Linked DNA regions of Mus musculus: all the other regions are linked to region 3. A link is a contact called in public HiChIP or PLAC-seq and promoter capture Hi-C data. All regions are on one chromosome and are shown on one strand. Each heading gives the region's core, a stretch centred on a gene start, on an enhancer-like site or on the middle of the called end of the contact. The rest is flanking DNA. Distances are from core to core; before and after follow the strand shown.

Region 1 (2,700 bases), core at 11-2,510, 420 kb after region 3:
TTGATTAAAGCCTTCTTAAAGCCAGAAAACTATATTCATTTTTTTCTTTTCCCAGTAGTTCACAAACTATCTGGCACCTCATAAGCATCATAACTCAGTTGGTGGGTAGATAAAATTGGAATGTGATTGTTCAGTCAGCAGAGACTTTTAGAGGACCTCATACAACAAGATTCTCTCAGTTCTCAGAAATATATTTCAGTATATACAGGGTTAGAGGACTCACATCTTTAATAAAATAAAGTTAAAAATTTAGACCTGTATAAATTATTAAGGTACCTAATCAAGTTCCACGGCAAAGTACAGCCATGGTTATGAATTATAAATCCAAGAAGCGGTGGGTTAACTCTGACATTGTTCCTTGGATGGTTCTCATTCATTGAAGTTAGTCACCTCAACTTACTCAACCAAAACCTAGAAGTATTTCTGTGGTACTATGTTCTCTTGATGCCAAGAGGGCTCTAGGCATATGAAAATCTCTCAATCTCTCTCCCTCTCTCTCCCCCTTCCACCCCCACTCTCTCTCTTCTAGCAGTAATCCCTCCCTTCCTGGTAGGCAGTATGTTTTTTGGAGCACAGTTTCTTAGCTATCTCTTGCAACACCTGATTTTGCTGAAGATTTGAATGGCCTCATATAGAAGTATCAACAACTTGAGCGTCTGTGAACTCTCATTTTGAACACTGTGCTGAAAGAATTGGAGTTGATTCTCATTAAAAAAAAAATTAAGCATCTCACCTTTTTTGCTCAAACTAAACAGTTTTAAAACAGTTCTGCCTGGAGTCATGATATGAAATACGATCTATCATATTTGCAATGTTCTGTTCAATTGTGGCTGCACCAGGAAATGAGAACGTATTTCTTTATAGGCACAAATAAAAAGATAGTCATTATCTGTAAAATTCTTATGACATGGCAGCAAGCCCAAGAAACCTTTCTAAACAAGGCGTGAAAACGCAGAGATGTCCTTGCAATTAGTCATGTCTATCTGACAGATTTCTTCCTTTCTAAGGGAATTTGTGCTGAACATTTTATTTCGAGCCTCAGAGATAAAAGAAGGGGGAAGAAGCTGTAGTTTTTGCTACATAAGACAGGTGGCGTAAGCATGCAACGCTTTAAAAAAATATCTAAAGTGATTGTTTTCTCTCGGATTCTTTGAAAAAGCTCGCCTGCGCTGGGGTTTGAGGCTGAGCCGGTGACGTCAGCGTGGAATGCGGAGTCAGGCGCCCAGGCTCTCTATAAGCCGAGGAGCTGTCCGGTGCTGAAACGGCCCGAGCCCTCACTCAGCGGCAGAGAGGAGCATGCTTGGAGCCTTCCACATAATATAAGACAGAGGTAAGACTGCTTTCTCTTCTATTTACTGGAAAGTTCTCATTTGAGTGTCCCTCCCTGTTTTCCCAGATGAGAGGAAAAAGACCGTTGGCAAGCTTATATTGATAGAATAACCGGACAACCTGCTGCTTTTTAGGCAAGGATACTCTATACGTGTGTGCCGAAATGAGGGGCTCTGTGATTTACAGGACTTGTCAGAGAATATGCATTAACTATAATGTTACTGAGTAAAACTGTATGCAAGGAGAGCAGAAAAGTTGAGAATTTTAACGTCAACATGCCGATTAATGTAAAGTTAACCAAACCTTATGTTTTGATTCTTTCTCTAATGTGTTCTTTTTCTCCCAAGAGTCAGATATAGAACCAAAAATATAATTTTATATGCTTAATAATCTTAACAGACAGTTTAAAAGGATTCAAATGTCATCAATCATATGAGTCACAGAGGCAAAAAATTTAGATTTGTTTTCTTTCTTTGATATTCACCTTAAGGGAACTCTGAATTAATTATTAATTATTTTATGAACTGGTATATTCCAGAAGGGCTTATGTTATTATGTGCTAATTTTAGTCTTGAGAAAGCAGCTTAGAATAATTTTGAACATTGACATTTTCCCCTTTTCAAAGATGAACTATCACTTTGTGGGAAAGGTTCATGTTACTAGGAATCACAGAGAAATGATAACTTTGAATCCAGGGAAGAAAATATATAGATCGGTATGGACTGTGATTGTAATTTTTATGCGTTGGTTGGAAAAGCTGATATGTTACTTGCTGAAGAGGTTGATTGAAGCAAATTTATTTTTGTTTATCCTAACTAGGTGGGTTGTTTGAATCAGATTTACTCACATGTGTTGATGGTTCAGTGTCAATGTTCCAGCTGATTTCATAGGAAAGATGTTTTTTACTGTAAGGGGCATCAATAATAGCTGTCTGAGGAGACACAATGTTCCTACCATTTAGACTTCAGAAAATTAAATTTTAAATCAAACACTGTGTAAGGTGTTAGAACTATTAAAGCCATCTTCACTGCTTGCAAGAGCAGCTCCTAGAGAAATGAAGTCCTTTGAGTGTTAGAAGCAATAACGGTGTCATCTAAAGTAAACCAGAGTCAGCGACGAGTCGGCCATGCATGTTAGGCTGTGGTTCAAACTGCAATGTGCATTCTTTCTCTAATTCTACAGAAAAACCTCCCTTCAAAGTAGTGGGTTCTCAGATAATCACGTAATCCATATGCTAAGATGTGTTAAGAGTATGTCAAGATAATGATCTTAAAGCAAATGCACTCAATATGGCTTTCAAGATAACATTTAACATGACAGTAGTGAAAGCTGATTGCCAAAGCTAAATCAATCCTGAAGTAATATGAAATA
Region 2 (2,700 bases), core at 174-2,673, 290 kb before region 3:
GATCTACATAATGAGACTTTTTCTCAAAACATCAGGGACTGAGTATGGAGCGCAATGGTAGAGTACTTACTGAGCATGTGCAAGGTTCTGTATCCAATTTCCAGCACTGCCCCCACATGAAACAAAAGAGACCCGGGCCACAAAGCACACATCTCAGCATAAGCAAATAGAACCAAGGCTTGTGATGTTCCTGTCCACACTGCACCTTTCTGGGATCATGCTCATACTCACTTCATACGTTATTAAAAGGAAAATTAAATCTCTTCTAGATTTTCAAAACTCTGTGGTAAATCACCCAAATTTTATCTGCTGGGTATTTTGTTGTTGATATTGTTGTTGTTTTTCACAGAGGGGAAGCCAAGTTGTGAACAGAGTAGTTCTTTAGTGGGAGAGGTTGGGGGGAACAGCTTAGCTACTGCTTTGTGCAGCTCCTTAGAAGGGAACACTTCCCTCACACTGCAAGAGGGAGAAAGGTGCAGACGCGCTTTTCCCAGGAATGATGCCACTCGCCCCAAAGGAATAGAAACTGTTCATATGCTGAGGAGAGGGGCAGGGAAGGACTGTATCATAGATTAGGAAGAGTAGAGACTGTATGTCACAGGTCTCACTGTGCTGTGTGGCTAAAGCCTCCTTACCACGGATCTAGCCTAGGTGATAGGGTCTATTTTATGGGATCACTTGATGGCTTTCTAATATATGTTTTATGTATATGTGTTTGTGTGTGTGTGTGTGTGTGTGTGTGTGTGTGTGTGTATGTGTGTGTAGGGGGGAGGGAGATAGAGAGACAGAGATAACAAGAGAAGAGGAATCCATTTAGAACTCACCAAGTAAGCTAGGCTGCTTGGCCAGCAAGCCCCAGGGATCTGCAGACGTTGTGTCCACAGCACTGGGATTACCAATGCTGTGCTTGGTTTCTCATGAGTTCTGGGGATTGAACTTATGTCCAAGTGCTTACAGGATAAGCACTTTGCTGACAGCCATCTCCCCAGCCTTGTTAACTTTCTGTCAGCTTCAGACCTGTTTGACTTTTTCACTCCCTTTCAACATTCTTCTATGTTGTTGATAGTCCTGGTGCTGTTTGTATTTTGATGCTAATCAAGAGGGGCTGCCTGGGATGAGTAGTGAATCACATACTCAGGTGACTTCCTGTGAACCTTCCCCTAATGAATAAAGATTTCTAGGAACCAATCACTGGGGAGAAGTAGGCTCCCTGGTCAGAGAGGGGAAGAGGTGAGGCAGGAAAAAGTGTCTTGCTTTTGGACAGGAAGAGCTTGGAGGACAAAATGTAGCTAACAAGAGACCCCCATGGAAATTTGGAAGCATGGGGCTGGCACAGCAATGACCCACCATGGGAACTTAGTGAGATGGGCGGAGAGATTTCGGAGCTCTGGGTTAGAGAGTCTGCTGAGATGAGAGCAGGCCGGCGTGCCTGCTGCTGCGATGTTCTTGACAGTGTGGCTCCCCCCACCCCAACCCTTACACTTCCAGACTCTAGAACCCAGAGTGTTTTCTGGTGATTTATCGTGTGCTCACTTTATTGAGCTGTAATTTATATTCAGCCAAATGGCTACCTTTAAGAATTCTGCTCTGTGAGAGTTAAAAAAAAAACTTTACTATGGTATAATTTATATTCAATAAAATTAGCCATTCTTGGTACGAAAATCCTACATATGTATCAGAATCAAGATCCAGAACATTCTCACCACCCTTAGAACATGTCTTATAAGAATCATAACACTAAACAGCATTCTTGACCATAGATACTTTACTGAGCATGGAAGGAAGGAGGAAATATTTACTCATTCTATATTTAACAGTTAAAAATCTGACAATAGGCCTACAGTGATATTCTTAGCAGTATTATGAAAAAAGAATCACTGAGAATTTTGTCTTCAGCTTTCCAGAATGCCTGAATCAATTCCATGCCAGGGATAAAACTCCAGACCTAGGGCATGTTATCCCCTCACATTACCACTAGGGCAGAAGAACTATTTTACTTCTAAAAGGAAGAGTTTCCAGATCAGATGATTAAAAAATAATCAGAAACCTCAGGCTGACATCTGTCTTCAAGTATTTATGTAATCCTGAGCTTCAGAAGGGAAAAACTAGGACTCTGGGCAAGCTACTTTGCTGAGAGCACTTCTACGATCATCCCCACCCCCAGCTCCTGGGGGTATCTGACCTTCCGTGGGAAGAACAGCAGTAACAAACATTTTACTGTTGCATATTAATGAAAATCAAATACCCGGATGGGCAGGGCTCCTTGAGGAGAGGATATTTCCAGCCACTCTTCTATTGTTCTCCAGAGAAAGTTTGATGTTCAGATACATATATTAATGGGCCTAGATTTAGTGCCAGAACATGTCTGAAACTTCTGACGTAAGCACTATGCGTGTCTATAATTAAAATAGTGGTGAACACCAATATAAAGATTTACTGTGTGCTGGTTCTTTGCTTCCTTGCATATATGAACTCTAATATTTATAGCAACTCTGCATGGCAGATATGGTTGTTAGTAACAGTTTCCTGATGCATAAACTTGGGGATAGAGGAGATGAAATGACTTGCCCAAGGTCATTCACTGCCCAGCAGGCTTTCAAACCACAGAAGTGTGATGACTGAATCAGTGCCAGCTTCAAATACAGTCCACTCCACCTGCAACATAGCAGTAACCCTATTGCAATTCACACTCTTCAATTC
Region 3 (2,700 bases), core at 19-2,518:
AGAGATCATCCGGAAACACTGATATTTATATGACAACTCATAACAGTAGCAAAGTCACAGTTATGAAGTAAGAAGGAAAATAATAGTGCTATGGGGGGGGGGGGGCGCACCACAACATGAGGAACCATACCTATTAAAGGGCTGCACCATTAGGAAGGTTGAGAACCACTGCTCTAGTAGTTTCTTATCTGCTTCCCCTCCTATCTGTAGCACTGCACCCTAATCCAGTGCCTTGTGCATCTGAGGCAAGCACCCTACCACCTAGCCACACCCTCAGTCCCTAATGCCTTCATCTGGAAAGCTGCTCTCAGTTTTTCAAGTCACACACACACACACACACACACACTCACACACACGGGTGGGGGAGTGTCTGTCATGGACACAGCTGTGTCAGTGTGGTTGCTCAGAGATCTGAGTTGCTCTAGCACTAGGTGCAGTTTATTTCACAGCCCTAAAGAGATTTACGGCTGTTTTTTCTTCATTGGGGCCAAACATGGGGCCTGATAGGGAGGGCGTTGCACCAAAGGCAACAGAGACTACCATGAAAGTCCCTACAAACCTAACCTGAGCAGAGGACTGAAGAATGCAGAAAGGGACACTCAGGTAACAGACCATGGGACATAACAGCCATCTGTTGCTGGCCTTGGGTCTGATAAGGTCTCAGGGGCTGAAGGTGTAGGTTCAAAACACCTGGATCTTCGGAGCTCTGAGAGTACTTCATGCTATCACCACAAGCAAGGGGTCAGTTTTCTGCATGTCCTTGCTTGTCATGTGCCTAGGAATCCCACAGCCAGCTCATCCACTAAGCAGGGATAAGTTGACTCTGGGGCACCTGGAGGACCTGTTCTAGACCTCCACGTCCTAGCTCCGTTATTTCCATCACCTGCAGGATTGCACACTGTCACCCCCCCCCCAACACCCCCAGACGACGCGTCTTGCGTCTCAGGGGCACACCACTGGCTTCTGTGTCGCCCACTCCTCTCCACTCCCCACAGGCTCATCCGGACGATCCACGTGCAGCTCGACCGGGGGTTGGCGCCGCACCTCGAGCCCGGCGCGTCTGGCCGGAGCTTTCTGGGGACCCGAACCCCCCAACCCCCGCGAGAGGGCGGCATCTGGCGACCGCGGGTCGGGCAGGGGGGCGTCCTAAAGTCCCCTGCGGTGCAGAGACGTTGCGGCCGGCTGCCACACAAAGGCGGCGGCGGGAAGGCGGGGCGGGGCGGGCCGGGGGGCGGGGGAGGCAGGAAGGGGCGGGGGCGGCGGCGGCGATAAAGCCCCCGCGCGGCCCGGCCGGCTAGTGCAGTGGTTGCACGGGAGTGCGGGCTGCACGCGTCACCGTCACCGCCGCCTGTCCCCCACCGCCGCGCAGCGCCGATCTCCCTCCCGGTTTCGGCCGCCACCTGGGGATCCAAGCGAGGACGGGTGAGTAGCAGCTGCGGGGTTCCCGCTGCTCGGAGGGGAGCCGGGGACTGTCCCCGGGGCAGCACCGCGACCGGTTGCTGGGGCGGGAACTTTCTCGAACCGCCTCGGGCCCCGCTGCGAGCGCTCCTGGCTCCCGCGTCCCTGTCCCCGAGGGTTTGGGCGTCCAGGTGTGCCGGAGGCTGACGGAACGCTCGCCGAGCTCGGGGTGGGTCCAGCAGGACTGCAAACCGTGACCCTGAACCCGAGGCGACTGGGCACTCACGGGTAGCACCGACCCCACACTTTTCCCGTGCGCGGGTCCCTGTCCCGGGCGACCGGCTCTCACTTGTAACCTTTGCCTGTGCAGTGTGGAGGTGGGCAGCGGTTTGGGGAAGGACTTCAGTTCACACTGGCCTTTGCAACAGGCTTGTCCCTAGGATACAGTAGCAGCTCTTTGCGATTTCTTATTTATTTTCATCATCTGTGGACCAGGGAATTGCGAGGCCGGTGAGTGACTCCAGGTAAGGTGAAAGTACTCAGAAATCCTCGGAGGAATTAGGTATTTAATTTGCCCCCACGATGAGCAGAGAGGGAAAGCTGCTATTACATAAGACAGCACTCCACCTTCAGGTATTAGGGAAGGTGCTGTTGAGGATTTTTAGTGTTTTAATGAACAAAACAGAATCTCCGCGTGTCTCTCCAGAGAAATCTCCAAACGCCGCTGGATCTTGCTTTGACTACTTTGCTGGGAACGTTCTTATATTTAGCATGAACATAAAAAGGTGTTTGAAGGTTTAACTTTTCTCTTTCAAGCCAGGAGGCAGTTTACTTTTCTGAACTGTTCTAGAACAATTGATCTGATCATCTTGTACTTTGGAGATTTTGTATCTGAATGGGAATACAGATAATGGGAGAAATGTCAGCATTACCGATTTGTGTATCTGAAGCACACTTAAAAATTGAAGGTGCTTTGAACACTTTCTGTGGTTCTAAAACAATAATTATACCCTGTTGGCAACATTTAAGCAAAAAAAAAAAAAAAAAAAAAAAAAATCTCAAGAGCTTCGCCACAGATAATGGAACCGTCAACAATGGAGTTTTAGCTGTTTTTTTCAGAGTAGTGTTTGAAATTTTTGTTCAGCTAAGGGTGACTCCTGAAGGTCATGAGCCGATGTCATCGTTCCTTCTTCTTTGAAAGAATCTAGGCAGAAATTTTCTCCCATGAACTTGACAAATTAGCACAGTAAGACAGAAATTGCCGAATCTCTAAAGGATGCTAATTTTCGGCCTCACACATAG
Region 4 (2,700 bases), core at 55-2,554, 360 kb before region 3:
AAGTGGATGACTGGATGCTTTGGTCAAGTCAAGGAAAGAAAGGGTCTATTTTTTTCTCCCATGTGCCTGTGAGAGTTTTACAATGTATAGAGACCTATGGATGTAGCCAGCAGATTTGCAGACTCAGCTGGAAGACTCCTTACTGCTCCTTTCCTGGGACTGCCTCCCCTGCTCCATTCTTAGCTATGGAGGGGCAAAGACGTCTCTCTTTAGAATTAGAGTACTCAGCCCATTATCAAAGCACGAGATCATAACTTTCTCATGTGTATTAAAGTTAGAGGAAGTTGGTTTTGAACTAATTAGAAAGTCACAACATATTCTGTAGCATTCATAGCTTCTTTTAAATCAAACTCACATTTAGAAATCGATGCATATCCGGGCCCAGCAACAGCACAACTATCAGAATAGCATTTTTTTCTTTGTTGTTTGTGGCAATAGAGATTTGATATATAGCCTAGAGTGCCTTCTACAGGGCCCAACCAGCCTTGAACTCACAATGATCCCCCTGTCTCAGCCTCCTGAATCCTGGGATTATAGGTATTTGCAACTAGGCTTGACTATTAAAGAATTTAGGAACAGATTAGGTGATTACATCAACGGTGGGGTATCCTTCTATTTAAGGTTCTACAGCCTGTATCCACAGGTGAGTGTGTCAACAGGAAGTTGACATGGCAGCTTTTCCTCATCATAAGAGAAAAGAAATCGTGGCTGGCCTTCTCAGCTCCAGAGAGGTAGCATTGGATATCTTGGGTTCAAAGACCTCAGCCACTTCACTGTGTGAGTTTGGCAAAGTTACTTAATTTTTTTTTTTTTCTTTCTATGCCTCAGTTTCTTGTCAGCAACTGGGGAATAATTACCCTCTTCTTTGTAGGCTTGTTGGCTAATTAAATCAATTCATAGGATGTTTAATGGCAGTTTACTCTAAATTCAACCAGGCATTTTTTTCAGTGAGGCCAACACTATTTAGACAAAATATCTCTTCTTTGTGACTTAGTATAAAATTATCAGAAGCAAGTAGCTGGCATGCAGATAAGACTGGGGAGTTGTTTTAAAGAACACATTCTATTCAGGTGGCCTGGCAGGCCACTGTAAACATCAGGATATTTAAGTAGGAAGTCAGAGCCCATTGTGGTCCACCAAATGGATGTCTAGTCAGTGTAACAGAGCCACAGATTGCTATCAGCACAACAGAGCCGCCTCCTGTTCCTTTCGGCCGATCATTTCCTCTATTGAGTTGAATGTAAGAACCACCCACTGGGCGTGGGTCTCAGCATTATAGGTTTTTAGGTCAAACCAAAACCCTGGGGAATGCCCGAGAAAGCCAAGCAAATAGTTACATCTGCTCAGACCGGATGACATAGAGCGACTCTGTTGTGTGTAGCCGACTCCACACTTGAGTGACATTCCCCGCTGGAGCACTGGAGGAAGCCAGGAGCATGTGTGATCTGGTGAAGAACTTGGTTCAGAAGTTGCTAAAGATTTTATAGAGGCTGAGGGCTCTGCGTGAGGCCTTGGTTCTTCCTAAAAGGCTGAGCTGTGGGCCCTGTCGGGTGGCCTTCATCATAATCTTCACATAGCCTGCCATGGATGAGATACAGGAACCTCTAGCCTTGACTGTGCATCTTCTTGCCGACACTGGGAACGGTTTGCTTCTGCAGCAGGCTCTGGACCAACTACTAGAATGTATCTGCCCAGAGGTGCGTCTCTTCCTGGTGTCTGAACGTGCCAGGCCAGTGAACTACCATGAAAAGTACCACCCGCGGAGGGCCCGCTTCCCAGGAATGTCTGTTTTGCTCTTCCTTCAGGAAAGCCTGGGACAAGAACGGTTGTTTCGAGTCTTGGACTTCCTACGGCGTTCACCCTGGCAGGGTTTCCCTACCCAGCATGCACAGGGGAGGTCTTGTTCTTATCTCCCTGCCAATCAGGAATTCTACAGTCTGCACAACCAGATGCCAGTGTGGGGCATGAGGCCAGTGAATTGTGGCACTGATATCCTCAGGGTGACTCTGTACTGCAGTTTTGATAACTATGAAGATGCCATCAGACTCTATGAGATGCTTCTACAGAGAGACGCCACTGTGCAAAAGAGCGACTTCTGTTTCTTTGTCCTCTATGCCACCGAGGGCTTCAGCCTGCAGCTCTCTCTGAAGCAGCTGCCCCTGGGAATGTCAGTAGACCCCAAGGAGTCTTCTGTGCTGCAGTTCAGGGTTCAAGAGATTGGGCAGCTGGTGCCTCTTCTACCCAATCCGTGTGTTCCCATCAGCAGCGCGAGGTGGCAGACTCAGGACTATGATGGCAATAAGATTCTGCTGCAGGTATTTCATTTCGTTCATTTCTGGGGTGTACCAGGTTTAGTAGGGTCAGATCCAGGATCCTGGGAGCTCAAACAAGCTAGACTTGGCCGTCCATCTACAGCAGGCCAATTAAAATGACGAATAGTAGAGGAAGACAGAGAAAGAATTCAAAGTGGCTACATTGAACAAGTGAAATCACCCTCCTGTCGCCACTCCCCTCCCCCATGAAGTTTAAGTTTAAATAGAGGGCAAGAAATATGCCTAAGCAGTCCTGGTCAGGGTGTGGTCCCAACCATAATCCATCCATTGTCTCAGCCCCAGCTTCTCCTGCAGGACAGCCAGGCAAGTTTGTCAAGACCGAGTCAAATCTCTGGGAGTCACCCCCTACCCCACCCCCACCCCCCAC
Region 5 (2,700 bases), core at 158-2,657, 310 kb before region 3:
GAAGAAGTGTGGGTGTCCAATGCCTCTTCATTATGAGCGCTAGCCAATTACTCTCAAAGTGACACTCGGATGCTCTCAAAGGGCTGGAGGAAATGATTTTTGTAGGTGCTTGTGTGTCACCTTCCCAGGACACTGAATCTACTGGAGGCAGGATTCACAAATGAACCTGGGTTGTTTACAAACGTTCCTTCTGTATATGTCATGGCCCTTCAGGTGGACTTCCTATACATAGTACAGTAGATTTGAATATTTTGAAGACCCCCGGCCCCCAATAAGAGAATCTTCCTTGTGACCTTTTCCCTTAATCTGGAACAGTAAATACCACTCCTGCTTTTGAGGTTTGAAAAACCAGAAAAGGATAAAGACAGAGACAGAGGAAGGGCAGAAAACAGCAAGTGGTGTTTTCTCACAAAGAAGGGGAAAATTAGGAATGGCTGAGAAATAAGGTTGAAGAATCGGCTTTTCCGAGAGGGCTGATCCTTAGAAACTGGCTACCTAGGTATGTGTCACCATTCCGGAGAACTGCTGATACAACTGAGTACTGCTGCAAGTTCACTGACAACCACACCCTTTACTGCAATCTACCGAAACCCCACAGTTCACTCATCTGTTTAGACAGAGTACTTAAAGGCCACTTAAACAGGTGATGTGCACTACTATAATATGCCAGAATGCAAGCACTTCCTATAATCTTTGACTTAAAGCACATTCTAGAAAATGAAAACACCATGGACTGAATCTGTTCTTTCTTTCTTTACTTTAAAGCCATAAGATTCTTTTTTATTCTGCGCCTTGAATAACCACCCAGGTTGGGGTTTATCTCAGAGCCAAGGGCACAGTGATAATCAGACATAGCTAACAGAAAAAAACAAAAAACAGAAAAACCTAACAACAACAACAACAACAAAAAAACCCAACCAAACAAAAGAACCTGCCACTGATTCTGGGCAGGCTACACTCCCAACAACCTCACACAAAACAACAAACCAACCAAGCAATCAACCAACTAACCAACCCCCACATTCATGTTTCCAAGTGCAGGGATGGCATGAAGCTGCCCTCATCTGTTTTCACTACCAACAAAATACACCTGGGTAATTGTGATAAAGGTTACAGCCCCCTTCCCTTCTTGTTGGATGTAGCTTGGTATCCCCCCATCCCCCAACACACACACACACACACACACACACACACACACACACCAGTGTCATTCAAAGATAGGTCTGGCAAGTACTGTGCAATTTGCATGTTCTTCCCTTGGTTTGTATGCCTGGCACAAGCTTTTCTATCGTTTTAAGTGACAGAATTAACTAAATATGTATTTTATGGATAGGAGAGATCCCTATCTTGCCAGCTGTGACTTCTGTGTAATTCATGCAGGAAGGGGCTTCTTGGCTTCTTTCAGCCCTGAGTCACTCTTCAACCTTCTGATAAGGGAAGGTGACTGCTTGCTTTGTCCCTGGGACACTGGGTCTCTAAAAGGATTGGGGAATTTTTTTCTGAGGTAATTTTCCCAAGTTGGCACAATTGTTCTTACAGTTTGATGACCAACACAGGAGTCATCTGATCAGAGTCAGGATTTCACATCCATGTGGTAACTTCATCCCTACATTTTCTTAGTAAATTAAATGTTTGCACTATCATGAGGGTAGCTCTGATTTCATAAGTTTGGACTGCACGCCAGACATACTGATAGACAGTTGTATGTTAGTTACCTGATATAATAGCCCTGGGCCAGTTGTTCACAACTCTTCCTTGCTGAGACCCTTTAAGAAAGTTCCTCATGTTATAGTGACCCCCAACCATAAAATTATTTTTGTTGCTACTTCATAACTACAATTTTGATATTTGTGAATTGTTATATAAATACTGCTCTCTGAGGGTCTTAGGTGACCCCTGTGAAAGGGTTATCCAACCCTCAAAGGAGTCTCAACTCAGAGGTTGGGAACCATTGCTCTGGAGAGACCATTTTTATCCCTGTGGCTTTAGGTAAGAACACTGACATGCAGGAACCAATCCATCCATAGCCACACAGTTAACCTCGGCAGGCCAGCAGGGCTAGTGCCAAACCAGGCCTTCCTGGAGCTAATAGAGCCACTAATAGTAGCAGTCTCTCTTGCTAACACTCACTTTTTGAGTTTGACCAGTCAACCTATGTCTGTCCTTGAGCACACATTGGGTAGCTACTATTATTAATAGTTTTATGTAGCCATTCTGGTTGAAGTTCTAGAAAAAGTGACCAAAAAAGACATAAAACCATTTCTTTTTGATGCCTGATTTTGGAAAATTGATCCCTATACTTTTGATGATTATAATTTTTCCTTTTCCAAAGGCTACACATTATCCTTAGGCCAGAAAAATCTCAGTCTTAGGTGTGTGGATCAGAACTGTACATTTCATCTCTCCTACATGCCACTTAAAAAAAAAAGTCAGGCTGGCAAGATGGCTCAGAGGATAGAGGTACTACTTCCTGTTAAGCTGGGAAACACTTTGATTGCCAGGACCTACCTGGTAGAAAGAGAAAGAATATCAGACCCTGTAAGCTGTGCTTTGATGTCTCTTTGTACACACTCATAGACCCTGATGGCTGTTCTTGATTGTCCACTTGACTACATCTGGCGTTCAAGTCCCTGGGCACAGCTGTGGGGGATTCTTAGTTAATTGGACCATTTGAGGTAAGAAGACCCACCTTACATCCAG

What was found. Promoter capture Hi-C pulls out the DNA fragments that hold promoters and counts their contacts. HiChIP or PLAC-seq counts read pairs in DNA pulled down with a chosen protein or histone mark. Capture Hi-C pulls out chosen DNA fragments and counts their contacts.
Region 1: a contact with region 3 is called in a promoter capture Hi-C map of stem cell-derived epiblast-like cells, with 4 times the contacts expected there. The contact joins the promoter of Scg2 here to the promoter of Serpine2 in region 3. A contact is called at or near these places in 4 of 39 promoter capture datasets (the C10 cell line, embryonic stem cells, pre-B cells and 1 more) and 1 of 9 other capture datasets (adipose tissue).
Region 2: a promoter capture Hi-C map of stem cell-derived epiblast-like cells shows a contact between it and region 3, with 2.7 times the contacts expected there. The contact joins the enhancer-like site here to the promoter of Serpine2 in region 3. A contact is called at or near these places in 2 of 39 promoter capture datasets (neural stem cells and stem cell-derived epiblast-like cells), 1 of 484 Hi-C or Micro-C datasets (nephron progenitors) and 8 of 115 datasets of contacts at active chromatin or transcription factors (bone marrow-derived macrophages, embryonic forebrain, embryonic stem cells and 2 more).
Region 4: a promoter capture Hi-C map of adipose tissue shows a contact between it and region 3. The contact joins the promoter of Fam124b here to the promoter of Serpine2 in region 3. A contact is called at or near these places in 1 of 39 promoter capture datasets (stem cell-derived epiblast-like cells), 2 of 115 datasets of contacts at active chromatin or transcription factors (embryonic stem cells and stem cell-derived neural progenitor cells) and 1 of 9 other capture datasets (adipose tissue).
Region 5: an H3K4me3 HiChIP or PLAC-seq map of neural progenitor cells shows a contact between it and region 3, with 35 read pairs. The contact joins the enhancer-like site here to the promoter of Serpine2 in region 3. A contact is called at or near these places in 4 of 39 promoter capture datasets (the 3T3-L1 cell line, embryonic stem cells, frontonasal cranial neural crest and 1 more), 8 of 484 Hi-C or Micro-C datasets (the HL-1 cell line, embryonic stem cells, gonadal supporting cells and 4 more), 13 of 115 datasets of contacts at active chromatin or transcription factors (astrocytes, embryonic forebrain, embryonic limb bud and 5 more) and 1 of 9 other capture datasets (embryonic stem cells).

Annotation. Positions count from the first base shown.
Region 1 is chr1:79,438,586-79,441,285 of GRCm38.p6, reverse strand. Scg2 (secretogranin II) reads left to right here and starts at 1,260. Exons shown (of 2, transcript NM_009129.3): 1 at 1,260-1,330.
Region 2 is chr1:80,149,269-80,151,968 of GRCm38.p6, reverse strand. No RefSeq gene overlaps it. Among named protein-coding and RNA genes, the nearest start is that of Gm23934, 15 kb to the right of the region's middle. Within about 2 kb of position 1,423, at least 5 of the 459 cell types and tissues checked have an H3K27ac peak or open chromatin away from gene starts, as enhancers often do. A contact at or near this core is called in stem cell-derived epiblast-like cells, where this site is marked.
Region 3 is chr1:79,857,233-79,859,932 of GRCm38.p6, reverse strand. It overlaps Serpine2 (serine (or cysteine) peptidase inhibitor, clade E, member 2), which reads left to right and starts at 1,268. Exons shown (of 9, transcript NM_009255.4): 1 at 1,268-1,422.
Region 4 is chr1:80,212,548-80,215,247 of GRCm38.p6, reverse strand. Fam124b (family with sequence similarity 124, member B) reads left to right here and starts at 1,304. Exons shown (of 2, transcript NM_173425.3): 1 at 1,304-2,315. The coding sequence starts at 1,584. All of the region lies in intron 1 of 2310015K22Rik (a long non-coding RNA gene), which reads right to left. The region is part of intron 2 of LOC108167342 (a long non-coding RNA gene); the gene reads left to right.
Region 5 is chr1:80,170,653-80,173,352 of GRCm38.p6, reverse strand. No RefSeq gene overlaps it. Among named protein-coding and RNA genes, the nearest start is that of 2310015K22Rik, 36 kb to the left of the region's middle. Within about 2 kb of position 1,407, at least 13 of the 459 cell types and tissues checked have an H3K27ac peak or open chromatin away from gene starts, as enhancers often do. A contact at or near this core is called in the HL-1 cell line, where this site is marked.